3 separate regions of the Mus musculus genome follow, and all the other regions are linked to region 3. A link is a contact called in public promoter capture Hi-C data. All regions are on one chromosome and are shown on one strand. Each heading gives the region's core, a stretch centred on a gene start, on an enhancer-like site or on the middle of the called end of the contact. The rest is flanking DNA. Distances are from core to core; before and after follow the strand shown.

Region 1 (4,427 bases), core at 110-2,609, 3.7 Mb before region 3:
CTATCTGATAACAAAGCCCTGGGCACTTGTCTATGTTATTATCCCATGTGCAGATTCCTGGAATAATTTAGCAAAATTATTCCATTTAGTCATTTGCTCATTTAGTTATAAAATGCATTATAACTAAAAGATCCATATTTAGCTAATAGTTCCTTTATTCTTTCTCAGTTTGAGTGCTTTCAGTAGAAACCATTACAGAAACTGAAACACTGGCGTTCACTAAAATGTCTGCTCCAAAAGCATGGGAGGTTTTTCTGTTTTTTAGTATACCGTGCTCCCAAGTCCATATTAATTATAAGTTGAAATTAACTTTGCAAAAAGACCAGAAAACTTTTATTTTCCTCAAGTAAAAATGAGTTGAATAAGATGAAGTATAATTTTATAAAAGACAGTGCTTTTGATTCACTGTTAAAAGTTTACGGGACAAAATACTCTGAAATATTGTGATTTATACAGCGCTTAGAGTAAAGACAAGCCATGTCGTCGAACCCATTCCTTAAAAGCTCTTTATGCCTACCCCTCTGCTACCCTAGAAAACATTAGCTTTATAAATTCATAAGTGGGACGAAAGTAAAAAGTCATTAACTTTTTATTCTAATAGTAAAATACATTTATTGTGTAAATTTGGAAATTACAAATAAAATGAAAATAAAGACTATCTGAAGTACCGAAAGGTAACAACACACTGTTGTGGTTTTTCTCCATCACGTTTAAATTTGTGTTCTCTGAATACTGAAGTACATACATACCCTCATACCCTGCAAATGCTGGTGAAATGGAATTTTTCCTCGACTGCTTTTTCATATTGTTGGACTGTATTTCACAACATCTTATTAGCAAGTTAGTTTGTGCTATAAGATTATGATACTTTATGTTTGGAGATGAACATTTTCCAATTTTTCTTCCTCTTCTTTCCCCATTTTCTATTATGTTGCAGTGGACACTCTTTGAAATTTTGTAGTTATGCTTTAAGGGAACATTTTTTAAAAGACTTTCTGGGTCAGGGGTTATCAGCTACCTGGGGTTTGATGCCTGCAACCCTGCCTGTTGTGGAGTGCCGCGGGGTGCCGGGCTCCTGGGCGCAGCTTTACCTGAAGGGTGCGGGGTGGGGACGCGGCGCCTCGGCCCCGGGCTGCGCGGTTCCCGCCCGTTGCTAACCGGCGTGTCTTTGTCTTTCTTCCCTGGGGTTCGCTGCGCCCGTGCGGGCCGAAGCCTGGCGAAGCCGTCGCCCCGCAGCGCCGCCATCCTGCGTCCGCCCGCGGGCGCCGTCACCACGCGCCAGGCCGCCTCCAGCTGCCGCGCCAAGCTCCGCGGCGCCGCCAGGGAGCGCCAGCACGCGGCGCGCGCCCTCGGCAGGTCAGCCGCCCCGTGACGCCGCCGCGCGCTCCCGCGGCCGCGCGCACCGCCGTACCTCGGGCGCCCAGGTCGTCTGCATCCACGGCCGCCTCGGCGTCGTCGTCGCTGGTCGGAGCGCCTCAGCTCGCCCCCCGCTGCTGCCGCAGCCTGCTCTGCCACGCGGGACGCCGGGCCACTCCTTGCTCCGTGCGATGCGTTTCTTCAGCCCGCCTGCAAAATCCCCGGCTTCTTTAAAAACCTCACCGCACATGATTCCGTTTCCCTATTTCTTGTAACTACTCTCTGTTCCCTTTCAGATTCTTTCCATTATTAGTTCTTCAAAGCCAGCATCGTTTTCTTCATTAAGCTCTCATCAAGCTCCACCTCCCACTCCCATCTGCCAGAAGATTCTAATGGTCCAAATTCATGATACAACCCAGAGTTGTATCATGCACATCTATAATTGAACTCAAGCGTCAGGCTTTCCCCTTCCTGTAACTTTATCGCCAATAGCCATTGCTCCCTGTGGAATTAGTCCTTGTTTCCAAGGACTCGTCATCCTAAACTCACCATCCTTAGAAACGGGATCCTCTCTAGAATATTGTCGCCGGTGACCACAGGACCGTGCCTTTCCATAGCTGCTCCGGGAAGGCTTGTTGGCTTAGCCCCTCTTTTTTTCCCAGGCCCTCTGTCCCAGGCTATACATGGATGTCTTACTTCTCTTGGGCTATTCCCAGTGACTGGTCACAGTTAAAGTCGTGATGGCCCAATCATGTGACATTCATGGTCCCTCAGTGAGCTATTGGGGACCCTTCAACTCCTGGCCACAGCTTCCTTAGAACTCCCGGCTTCAGTCTGTATCCCCTCTAGCCTTTCCTAGGTATGTCAGACCTGCGTTATGGCTTCTTCAAGATCTCTGCTCTCCTCTTGCTTTCTTTTGTCTTTCTCAGGTGTCCCCTCAACACAACTGCTGCACAGTGACCTTTGTCTTGGTGTCTGCTGCTAGGATCTGAACTGACACATCAGACATTCCAGTCTCTGACCACCACCTTCCTATCCTGAGTTGTTTGCTGACCTCATTTTTCTACTGTTGAGTAGGCCATGTCTTGGCTCTATTTCCTTGACTAGCCCAGATTCTACAGTCTATTATCGTAATCATGCCTCGAAATGCAAATTCTCTCAGCACTCTCAAACCTCAGTTTCTTCGAAATTATTTTTCTAGCAAAAAAATATCCAACCCTGGGTATAGGTAACTTCTGTCTTGCTCTAGCCAGACTGTAACAACGGATTTCGTTTAAGAAGAAATCATGAAACCAACCAACCTGTTCAATTTCCAAGACATTATTGCAAATCCTAAATTGGTGTTTTTTCCTATGGTCGTCTCAGTCCTTCACTTTTAGACCTACTGTTTCTTTGCATGAATCTCCCCAGAATGTGCCGTTTGTTTTGATATTTCCCTGAGAACTAAGAGTTATAGACAGAGCTCCTCAGCTCCCTACTACAGTGCGTGGAACTGATCTATTTTGTGACTGTGAAGGGAGCCCCTTCTTCTCTCAGTGCCCTGAGTCTCACTCCCTCTTGCTTTTTGAAAAACTTCAGGTTCTCTTCTTTCTCTCTTCTGTACCATCATTCTCCCCACCTCTTAATTATCAGTTGCAGTAAAGGGTGTCACCATTCAGCAACAATTTGGGGGTCATCTTTGCTACTTTTATGACTAGTTCCTTACAAAGCAACCCATCTTAATCGATCAGTTTTATTGCTCAAATATGCCTTTTTGTTTTTTGTTTTTGTTTTTGTTTTTGTTTGTTTTGAGAAAGGAGCTCTCGTACACATAGTGCTGATTCGCCTGGAACTCACTATGTAACAGGTTAGCTTTGAATTTGTAACAATGTCTTTGCTTCTGCCTCCTAAACCCTGGATTACAGGTGTGTACAATCATGCCTGACTTAAAATTGACTTTAATTTGTCTCCTTCCAAACTCAGTGCTATGACCAACATATTTTCTCATGCCTGGTCTCTCGGGTACCACTTTTGACATACTTTAGTACCTTTTTGATAACCTGGTAATAGTGACCTTTCTCATCCATTAAATCAAATCATCTATTGCTTGTAGAATAAAATTGAACCCCCTTACCATGGCTCACAAAACCATGCACCATCTGACCCTTTTCTAGTTCTTGAACAGCCTCTGGACCCTTCTCTCACTGTTTACCATGCGTGCCCATGTAACATGCCAAGCAAGTTTTTTTTTTCTGTACCTCAGGGGGTTAGTAAATGCTACTATTTCTAAGCTGCTTTTCATGGCCACCCTCTCTCCTCCATTACAATTTATCCTGTAGATGGGTGCAGAGTTTTGAGAGAGGCCTCCCTGGAGTACCATGTTGAAGTAGTCATGACCTCCCAACCATTTCCTCTCCCAGTTCTTTATTTGTAATCTTATTTATTTGTTGACTCTGACTTATCTCCACTTCCCCATTCCAGAATGTATGAAGGAAGAAATAGTGTGTGGATGTCTGGATTCTTCAACACTGCATTCTCTGTCCATAGCCGATTTGGTGCATATTAGGTGCACAATCAATGTCTTGAAAGAATACATGAATACATATGCAAATTTCTCTGTTGGGGATTCACTTTCTATTGATGTAGTAAAAGTTGTTTATATATTAAAACCACTAATCATTTGTTTATTCTGTTTGTTGCAGACATTTCTTCCCCAATTTGTGCCAGTTTAATTCTTAATGTCTATGATGTACAGAAATACTGTATTTTCACAACAATAAATACCCTTTATGAATCCTGCACCCGGTGATATGTTTAAAAAATCTCCATGTCAGTGTTACATGCATGTTTGTTTCCTTTCATTTTAATTTTTTAGATTTAAATATTTTCTCTAAATGGAATTTATTTTTGGTATAGATGTATAAGGGCCTAAGTATTTATTTAGTCGTTACATCATCATTTATTGAAAGTTCTCTCTTTTTTCTACTGTTTTGAATATTTCACATTTATCAGATATTAAATTTCTTATACCTAGAGCGGTTTCTGGATTTGTTACTTCTTTGTTGTTCCTGATGCTGTTATTTTAACTATTG
Region 2 (4,232 bases), core at 1,120-3,619, 3.7 Mb before region 3:
TGCTCTCAAGTTTGTAAGTGCACCACTTGTCCCTGGTGCCACTGGGAATCTGAAGGGGGGTTGGAGGCTCATGAATTGGAGTTGCAGCAGTGAGCTGCCATGTGGGTGCTGGGAACCAAACCCAGATCCCCTGCAAGAGCATTAAGTGCTCTTAACTATTGAGCCATATCTCCACCCTCCATAAAACAAGTTTTAACACTAACACCTGGTAAGAAAACATTTAAATTCTTACAAATAATACTTCCCTGGCTTATAAAATTTTAGTATTTTTAATACATGTATTACACTCATTGTGTCAAATTAAGGTAAATATCCTTTGAAACAAAAATGCTTTACTTAAAAATTTACCACCCAGCTATCACCAATGTTGATCATTTTCTCTCCTTTCAGTTTCTCACTGCAGTTTTGAGTGATTTGTATTTTTGTATCATATTTTTTGTGCATCATTATTTTATACCATTTCAGATAATATAGTCATTTTTTAAAGAGTGGAATTTTAATTTTATTTACAGAACACTTAAAGATAAATTATAGATTAATAAAAACTCTTTTTATTAAAATCACATATGCTTCATTCAGACAAAAGCACATATAATTCCAAGTACAGCATCTCTCACATTTCAAAAATATATCTTTTTGGTTTAAGCATATTCCACATAGTTAATATTACACATGATAGTTTTGTTGGTTGGATAGGTTAAAGGTCCATGTTGTATGTCTTCTTCAATTGCTCAATTTACTTTTTGAGACAGGGGCTCTCACTGAGCCTGGACCTAATCCGTTTGGTTGTGCCAGCTGGCTGGCAAGCCTCAGGGATTCTTCTCTCTTGGTCTCCCTAGCACTGGAATTGCAGGTGAACGTTCACCTCCAACGTTTTTGTACCATGTGTTCTGGGATCACACTCAGGTTTTCTTGACCAGACTTAACTGACAATGTCATCTTTCCAACCCCCAAATATGATTTCTATTGGCTGCATAATACCACCACATAGAAGTGGCCATTTATAGCATATTGACCTATAATCTGCATTTGCTTCATGTGGGTAGTGATTCTTGACAATGGAACAGAAAATGAGATCATAATATAATATCCTATGTAGCTGCAGAACATTTATTCTATTCTGCTCCAACCGTACAAGACGTATGCAAGTATTCCATTCAACAGTCCTATAGTAACAACTGCATTTGCTTACAAACTTCCTTTGGAATTTTGAAAATTGATTTTGGTGATTTTTCTCTTCACAAACACAGAGCCTAGTGTGGTGTCAGCCTGTAACCCCAGCTTTGAAAAAGAAAGTGCATAGTGGCAGGAGGAGAATCCTGATTTCAGGGTCATCCTGGGCTACTCAGCTAGTTCCAGGCAAGCCTGAGCTACACAGCAAGACCATCTCAAAACAACAAAAAACAAAAAACCCAAAATACAAACACATAGTGCCTTCCTTCCTAAACTTTTCTTTTTTCAGAAGCTCCAAAACTGGAACTTGAAAACTGGAAGTTAGTTAATTGTGGTTTTCATTCATCCTGAGAAGATAAAAAAGGTCAAATGGGAGCTCTCACAAAACCCTGACCAATAGCTGACACCTATTCGAGTGAAGTTAGCAAGGGCAAGAATTCCATCTCAGAGTTGGGAAGAAGGTGGCGGCAGCAGCTACTGGATATGAAAAGCAGCTCAAGGTTTGTAGATTTGACAGAAGATGGCCATCTTCGATCTGATCTTCGGGGATTTTCCAAGCAGGATGCTGGTGCCCAAGAGGGAAAGTGCGTGTTAGCCATGTGACCCAACTTCACTTCCAGGTTTGCACCCTCAGAACGTTGCCAATCGCGTTCTTTCCCAGAGCCCGACTTAGACTCTCCTGTCCCAAGTTCCAGGAGGTACACTTGGACAACAGCTGGCGAGCCAGCACCTGACAGCTCTCCCGATCCAGTCCACTTCGGGCTCCCAGTCCCTCCTTTTCTCCTCCGCTTCCCCAACTCTGCCTGGGTCGGATCCGCCGAAGCGCAGCAGCGCGAGCAACAGTTTGGTGCCCGAGCGAGCGGCGCGTGCCCGGGGAGGGGAAGACGCGCCCGCGGTTCTGGTTCTCACACCTCCGGGCGCACGCAGCCTCCGGCCGTCGCTCCGCAGCCGCCGGCGGGAGGACGCACGGGCGCGCGCCGGCGAGGCCCGCCAGCTACCCGGCCGCCCTCGGCGCCCGCCAACCCCGCAGTCTACCCTCCTCCGCCCGAGGCCGGCCCCGCGCGTCGCCTCCCCACCGGGGCTGCCCGCCCAGCGCATGCGCGCCGCGCTGCCGGGCGTGCCGGCCACACTCCCCCCACCCACTCCGTGAGCTTGTCACTTCCTGCCCTCGCCCCATCTCCGTCCGGGGTCAGTCAGTCGCTCCCTGTCGCAGCCGGAGACTTCTCTGCTTCCCCCTTCCTACCCTCTCTGCACGGCGGTCGCTCGGGCTGTCCGGGGAAGGGGCGGCCACGAGAGAACGGGACTGACTTCCATAAAGTTTCCCGAAGCATCTGCTACCCGCAAGGCCCCAGGTGGGGGACCCGCGCGGCTCCCCGCCCCTCTCCAAAGCCCGGGGGACCGTTGCAGGTGGAGCGGCGCGGCGCTGAGGGGAGCCGGGCTCGGCGCGGCCGTTGCCCTGGCGAGGGGCGCCTCAGTCCTGCCTGCTCCGGTTCCAGCTCCTTCGGCTGCTGCGCCCGGCGGTTCGTCCTGTCAACTGCCTGCGCCCGCGCGCCGCCAGCTCGCCGGCCCGGAGCGCGGAGGGCTGCCGTGAGCCGCCGCCACCGCCACAGCCGCCACCGCAGCCGCGGCCCGAGGACGTGGTGAGCTGTGGCGCTTCCGCGTCGGCGCCGCCGGGGACTCTTTGGGAGCGCGCCGGGGCCGAAGCCCGCTCGGCTTCACGCGCTGCGCCGGGGCTGCGCCAGGTGGGGCCCTCGGCCGCGTCGTGCGCCCGGCTGGTGCCGCGGCCCGCCCGCCCGCTGGCCGGCCGGCCGCTCCGGGAGTTGAGTAAGTTGGGCGCACTTGGCGGCGCGGACCGGACCCGACCTGCGCCGGGGAGACCCCCCGACGCACGTGCGTGGCCGGAGGGCGCGCGAGCCGCTCCTCAGCCGCGCAGGGGCCCCGTCGCGTCCCGCGTCCCGCGCCCGGCTCTCCGCGCGCCCGCCCGCTCGCTCGCTCGCTCGTCCGCCCAGCACGGCGAGGCCGCAGCCGCCTGCGCAGCCCGCCAGGCCTTCGCCGTGCGCTGCGCTGCCCTGCGCGCCGGACGCTGCGTTTCCGGGTAGGGCGGTGAACCTGTGCGGGGACGTGGGGCCGGAGGCCGGGCGAGCGGCGGTTTCTTTTCCGAGCGGAAGGTGCGGGCCCGGGGTGAGGGCAGAGAGCGCATGGTGGGATGGTCTGTGGAAATTGCAGCCACAGCCTCCATAGAAGTTCAGGGATAGTGATGGGTTTGTGCTTCTCTGTCCACAGCCAAGCCGCAATGAAGAGCTTCTCACAGTGAAAGGAAAATAGGTCGCACCCGTTAAAAATGCCTTTGAGGGACAAATACTGTCAAACGGACCACCATCATCACGGATGCTGCGAACCAGGTAAGTCCGTTTTTTTCTCCCCAGTGTCTTTGCTCTCCTTCACCAGAGCTACTCGGCTTTCTGCGTTGTCTCTAAGAAGTCTTTCCTAAGTAACTCGGTTTCTCCTGCGTAAAACTACTCGCGTAATGCCAAAAGCCTGTACAAACTGGAGATCTCCATTGCTTGAGCCCCCAGAGAAAGTGCCACAAGTGTCACCGTCAATCATTTCCACAAGGTCGGGCAGCTCCTTTCCCTTCTTTTTCAAGGCAGCTTCGTTATTGGTTCACTCCATGCTCTGAATGTTTAAAATGGAAGAAGAAGGTAAAGATGAGATAGGTGATTACTACCATTCAGCTTCTTGAAAATTTCTTATTGTTAAAATAACTTTCCCTTGAAGTGTTTTAATCCATAGTATAAAGTTTACCACTCCCACAAACAAACAAACAAACAAAGCCAAAAGTTTAATTTGGGTCAAGAAGGTTGATTGAACCTGTAGGGACAAGTGGACTTTTTGAATTTAAAAAACATCTTAAATGTTTCGGATAGAATTTATTGTATTGTATTGCTTAGAATATATAGAGTATTTAAGGTATTTTATTATGTTGAGCAGATTCTGTTTAATTTATGATATTAAAACTTTTTTGAGTCTCATAAAGAATTTATTAGTGAGTTTTAATT
Region 3 (3,963 bases), core at 1,182-3,681:
GCTATGTTCACTATGACATTTTGAGGTAGTGGGGGAGAATATGATTACACTATTTACCCAGGCTTTCAAAACATGTGGATTAGTATGAGAATTCCACCCTGTACCATTGTAAAAGCTTATATATAATTTTAGGAAGAATTAGGGAGGTTCTGATGTTTCTTAGCCCCAGTGGTTAACCCAGATCATCTTCATTTCCCTGTCACCTCTGAAAGCAGGCACCACACTGTTTTGTTACCCCATTGTACTGCTCTTTAAATGTCTTGACCAGTGCTGTTAGTAAACATAACATTTTTGTTATTGTTTCTTTCTTTTTTTTCCTTAGTGGAAAATTTCCAAAGAAGTAGGCTTGGCTAGAGTGAAAGGTGGGAGAATGCAGTTTAGTCAGAGCGATCTGACAGTTGAAGGTTTTTCATTTATCCACGAGATGCTCTGGTTAAGTGATTTTGGCCTTGAAACTGTCCAGGGAACAGGACTCTGTTCTGATGAGAAGGCTAGGCTGATCTCATGTCAGGCTTCAGAGTGGCAGTTAAGGAGACTAGGCCTAAATCTTTGTTTCCAAGAACTGGGCAATTCCAAGCAAGTCCAGGCCTCAGAAACTGTCCTGCCACCTGGCCTGAGGCAAGGACAATGAGGTCAGCAGCAGTTCCCAGACCTCCTCAGCTACTTCCTCAGCAACAGCTTCCAGCCCCCAAGATAGTAAAGGAATGTCCCTAGAGATGGAGTAAGATAAGGGTCATCTACCCCAGAATGCCCTAATGTGCTTTAAATCAGGCCTGTGAGTACACTTGCTTGTCTCTCTATCTTGGTAATGGGCGATTCCAACATGCTGGACTTCTGCAGAATAAAACACCTTGTGCTTATATACTATTAGAGTCTGGAGTATCATTCTTCAGTGAAGCATGGATGCTTACACTGACTGTTCCTTCAGGATGCAGCATCCTTTAGCTGGTTCTGTGTAACAACAGTTCTTTACTCGGTCTCACATTTCCACATAAATACCACCCTCTCAGAGACAGGCTGTGCCCTGCTCATTCCTTTTGAAAATGGTCACACTGGACAATTTTACTCATTAATTTTGTTGAACCTCTTTCTGAACAAATGGTATGAGAGAAAATCTCCAAGTGGTTAACTTAATGACTCAAACAGGCCTAGTTAGGTTTTGGAGAGGGGTGTAAACTGTCTGGTTTGGCATTGTTATCACTTCTGGTACAAGCCAGGAATGATAAGTTATGTCCCTTCGGGCAAATGTCCTCACCATTACCTGGGCACCAAGACACTCTCTTTCAGTTGTTTCTCCTAGTTTTGTTTGTTTGTTTGTTTTTGTTGTTGTTTTGTTTTCCTCTGTTGAATCAGAACCCTGGATTTCATTAACTACCTAATTTTGTTAAGATGGAACCTCTCACGATAAAGCCTCTAACCACTGAGAAGCAGAACCACAGGCTCCAGCTCAGGTTGGAGGTTAGAGGGCCTGAAGAGCAAATTCTGTAAGATGTAGTAGGTCGAGAGCTTGGCTCTAGTTCTCCTGCCTCAAACTCCTCTCTGGCATTTTCAAACTTTCCTAAAATCCGCCTTTCCTAGAACTGGGACATTTACTCCTCTGGGTCGGCCATACAGTGCACTTCTACCACCTGCGAACCCAGAACATTCTATTCTTGCAATGTTTGTTAATGCATTCCTAGATCCCCTTCTGATATCACAGATGCCACGGGATGTGTCCCTTTATAGCGAATTCTACTGTCTCTAGCTTAGAATACCACTAGCAAGCTTTCATTCAGTGTGGCCCTCTACAACAGGTTGGTTCAGAAATCTACTTATTTTTGTACCGCATGGAAGCAATCCGTTTTGTAGTACCTCATAGCCTGGATCAGTCAAGTCTGTCTACTCTCGATGTCTTTAGCAAATACTGCCATGCAGACGCTTGAATCCAAAGTTACAAAGAACACATGCATCTTTTATAAAGCCATGATTCCACATTCTAGAACACACTCAACAATGACAGATGTTCTTGGGATCTGGAGGGACAGAGAACAGGGACTATGACCTCATAAACACCCACTGGAACAAAGACTACGACTTCATAACCTTTCATTCATCAGTCTCCTCAAGAGAAAACGGATGCATCAGATGGTTAATTCCACTTTATAATTTCCACTTATGAGTATGCATTCACACACGTGGAGGGAAAGCATTCTTCATGGTGCTCAGGCCTGCTTCCACCCTCATTTCCATAACCTGAGGAAGTCCGGGTAAAATAGCAGTCGAAGGCTGAGCAAAATCAAAGTCCCTGCAGTGACTACGTTGCAAGTTTTTCCGTAGCGTAGCGCTTTTCTTAACCTTTAGTACTCAGAGACGTCAGTCGGTCTCTACTACACCAAAGCCCTGCGTGGAGCCGCTTGTGTGAGCTGCGCAGGCGCAAATCTACCTCTCCTAGGTGGGCGGGAGCTGCCCCTACCCAGCCCGAGCGGTTGGAGCCAAGAGTGTTCTTAGGTGACTCAGGGGCAGCATCGACGCTCGATTGAGCGGGCTTGGGAAAGGTTCCCAGAGGGCTGTGCGCTGGAGGCGCTGGACGCTGTCATGGCGGGCTTGCTGAAAAAGGTGAGCGTGTGGAGGTCACCGTGATGCTGCGAATGGGGACCGTAGGCAGCCGCGTCTCCCTCATCGGTGGGCAGAGACGCTAAGAGGAGGGGTTGGGGGAGTGTTCCGCTGTCCTGGCAGGGGGCGACAGGGTGCGTAGTTGTGTCGGGAGGGTCGGCTAACCAGGGGATTACGGTAAACATCACGGTCCTGTTTTGTCTCTGCACAGACAACTGGCCTGGTGGGGTTGGCGGTGTGCGACACTCCACACGAGGTAAGTGCGACTTTTTGTGTCGTCCTTCTCAAGCAAGACTGTGATCGACCGAACTTGCCCTTGCAAGATTAACGAGACCCCCGTGAGCTCTGGCCTCCGGGGCAGCGCTGAGCTTCGCTGACCCCGTGGCATCCTTTTTGCAATGCCTCCTTTTGCCTTCGCCGTGACCTCTTAATTAAGACGCGTTTCTTCACGGCATTCTCTTAGCGTCAGTGGTGTGGAGTATTCTCAGCTCCCTTCAGAGTCGCATTTTCATTTTCCATCCTTTCCCTACCGACATTTCTGCCTTGCCTTTCGCACACTGGCTGACCCTGTCGTCCTCATGGTTGCCTCCTTCGGTATCCATTGGGGAAACATAAACAACAACCAAGACCAAACAAACCTAAACAAAACCACTGTGATTTATCCCCCCTTTCAGCAATTGCACCATTTCTTTCCTTCCCGTCTACACACATAACTCGAAAGCGTTGTCAGTGCTCACTGTCTCTTACTCCTTGAGTACACTTAAGCGAGGCCCAAACTTTTTTTTTTTAAGGAGTTACCAGTGATGCTAAATTTGCTAGTCAGTTCACATTTCTCGTAATTGTACCGAAAGTGGCATTGAAAATATCCTTACGTTTATTTATTTGTGTGCATGCCAGTGTTTGTCCGTCAGAAAACAACTTTCTGAAGTTGGCTCTCTCCTTGCACCTTGTAGATCCTGGGGATCTTTCAGGTCACGGGGCTGTTGGCAGGCACCTTTGCCCTCTGTGCCCTCACATTGACCCAAGTGAAGCATTTTTGACACTCTTGATAATCTGCATTAAGTACTTTGTTTACTGGATGTCAGAGCTTCGAAGTTTCTTAGTTTGGGATTTTTGTTTGTTTGTTTTATTGTTTATTGTTTCTTTCCCCCTAATTATTTGCCTTTTCCAGTTGTTCCTTCATTTCCCCATGTTGTAGTATTGAAGACCTAGCTCTTAGACAGGTTTTAGGTTTAGGTTGGCTCTCATGGGGTACAGACAACAGTTAACGTTTATATTTCCATATCAAGTACTGACCTTTTATAGTCATGTGTGTGTATGTATGTATTACACACATGCTCTTAGTTGACATCTTCACTTGTGTCAGGCAGC

What was found. Promoter capture Hi-C pulls out the DNA fragments that hold promoters and counts their contacts.
Region 1: a contact with region 3 is called in a promoter capture Hi-C map of pre-B cells. The contact joins the promoter of 6530409C15Rik here to the promoter of Ndufa5 in region 3. A contact is called at or near these places in 2 of 39 promoter capture datasets (cranial neural crest and pre-B cells).
Region 2: a contact with region 3 is called in a promoter capture Hi-C map of pre-B cells. The contact joins the promoter of Zfp800 here to the promoter of Ndufa5 in region 3. A contact is called at or near these places in 2 of 39 promoter capture datasets (hematopoietic stem and progenitor cells and pre-B cells).

Annotation. Positions count from the first base shown.
Region 1 is chr6:28,212,431-28,216,857 of GRCm38.p6, reverse strand. 6530409C15Rik (RIKEN cDNA 6530409C15 gene) reads right to left here and starts at 1,359. Exons shown (of 4, transcript NR_165173.1): 1 at 1,092-1,359. It also overlaps a transcript of Zfp800 not described here.
Region 2 is chr6:28,260,061-28,264,292 of GRCm38.p6, reverse strand. It overlaps Zfp800 (zinc finger protein 800), which reads left to right and starts at 2,369. Exons shown (of 6, transcript NM_001081678.2): 1 at 2,369-2,813; 2 at 3,457-3,575. The coding sequence starts at 3,515.
Region 3 is chr6:24,526,158-24,530,120 of GRCm38.p6, reverse strand. It overlaps Ndufa5 (NADH:ubiquinone oxidoreductase subunit A5), which reads left to right and starts at 2,431. Exons shown (of 5, transcript NM_026614.3): 1 at 2,431-2,595; 2 at 2,804-2,848. The coding sequence starts at 2,575. Asb15 (ankyrin repeat and SOCS box-containing 15) reads right to left here and starts at 1,977. Exons shown (of 10, transcript NM_080847.3): 1 at 1,852-1,977.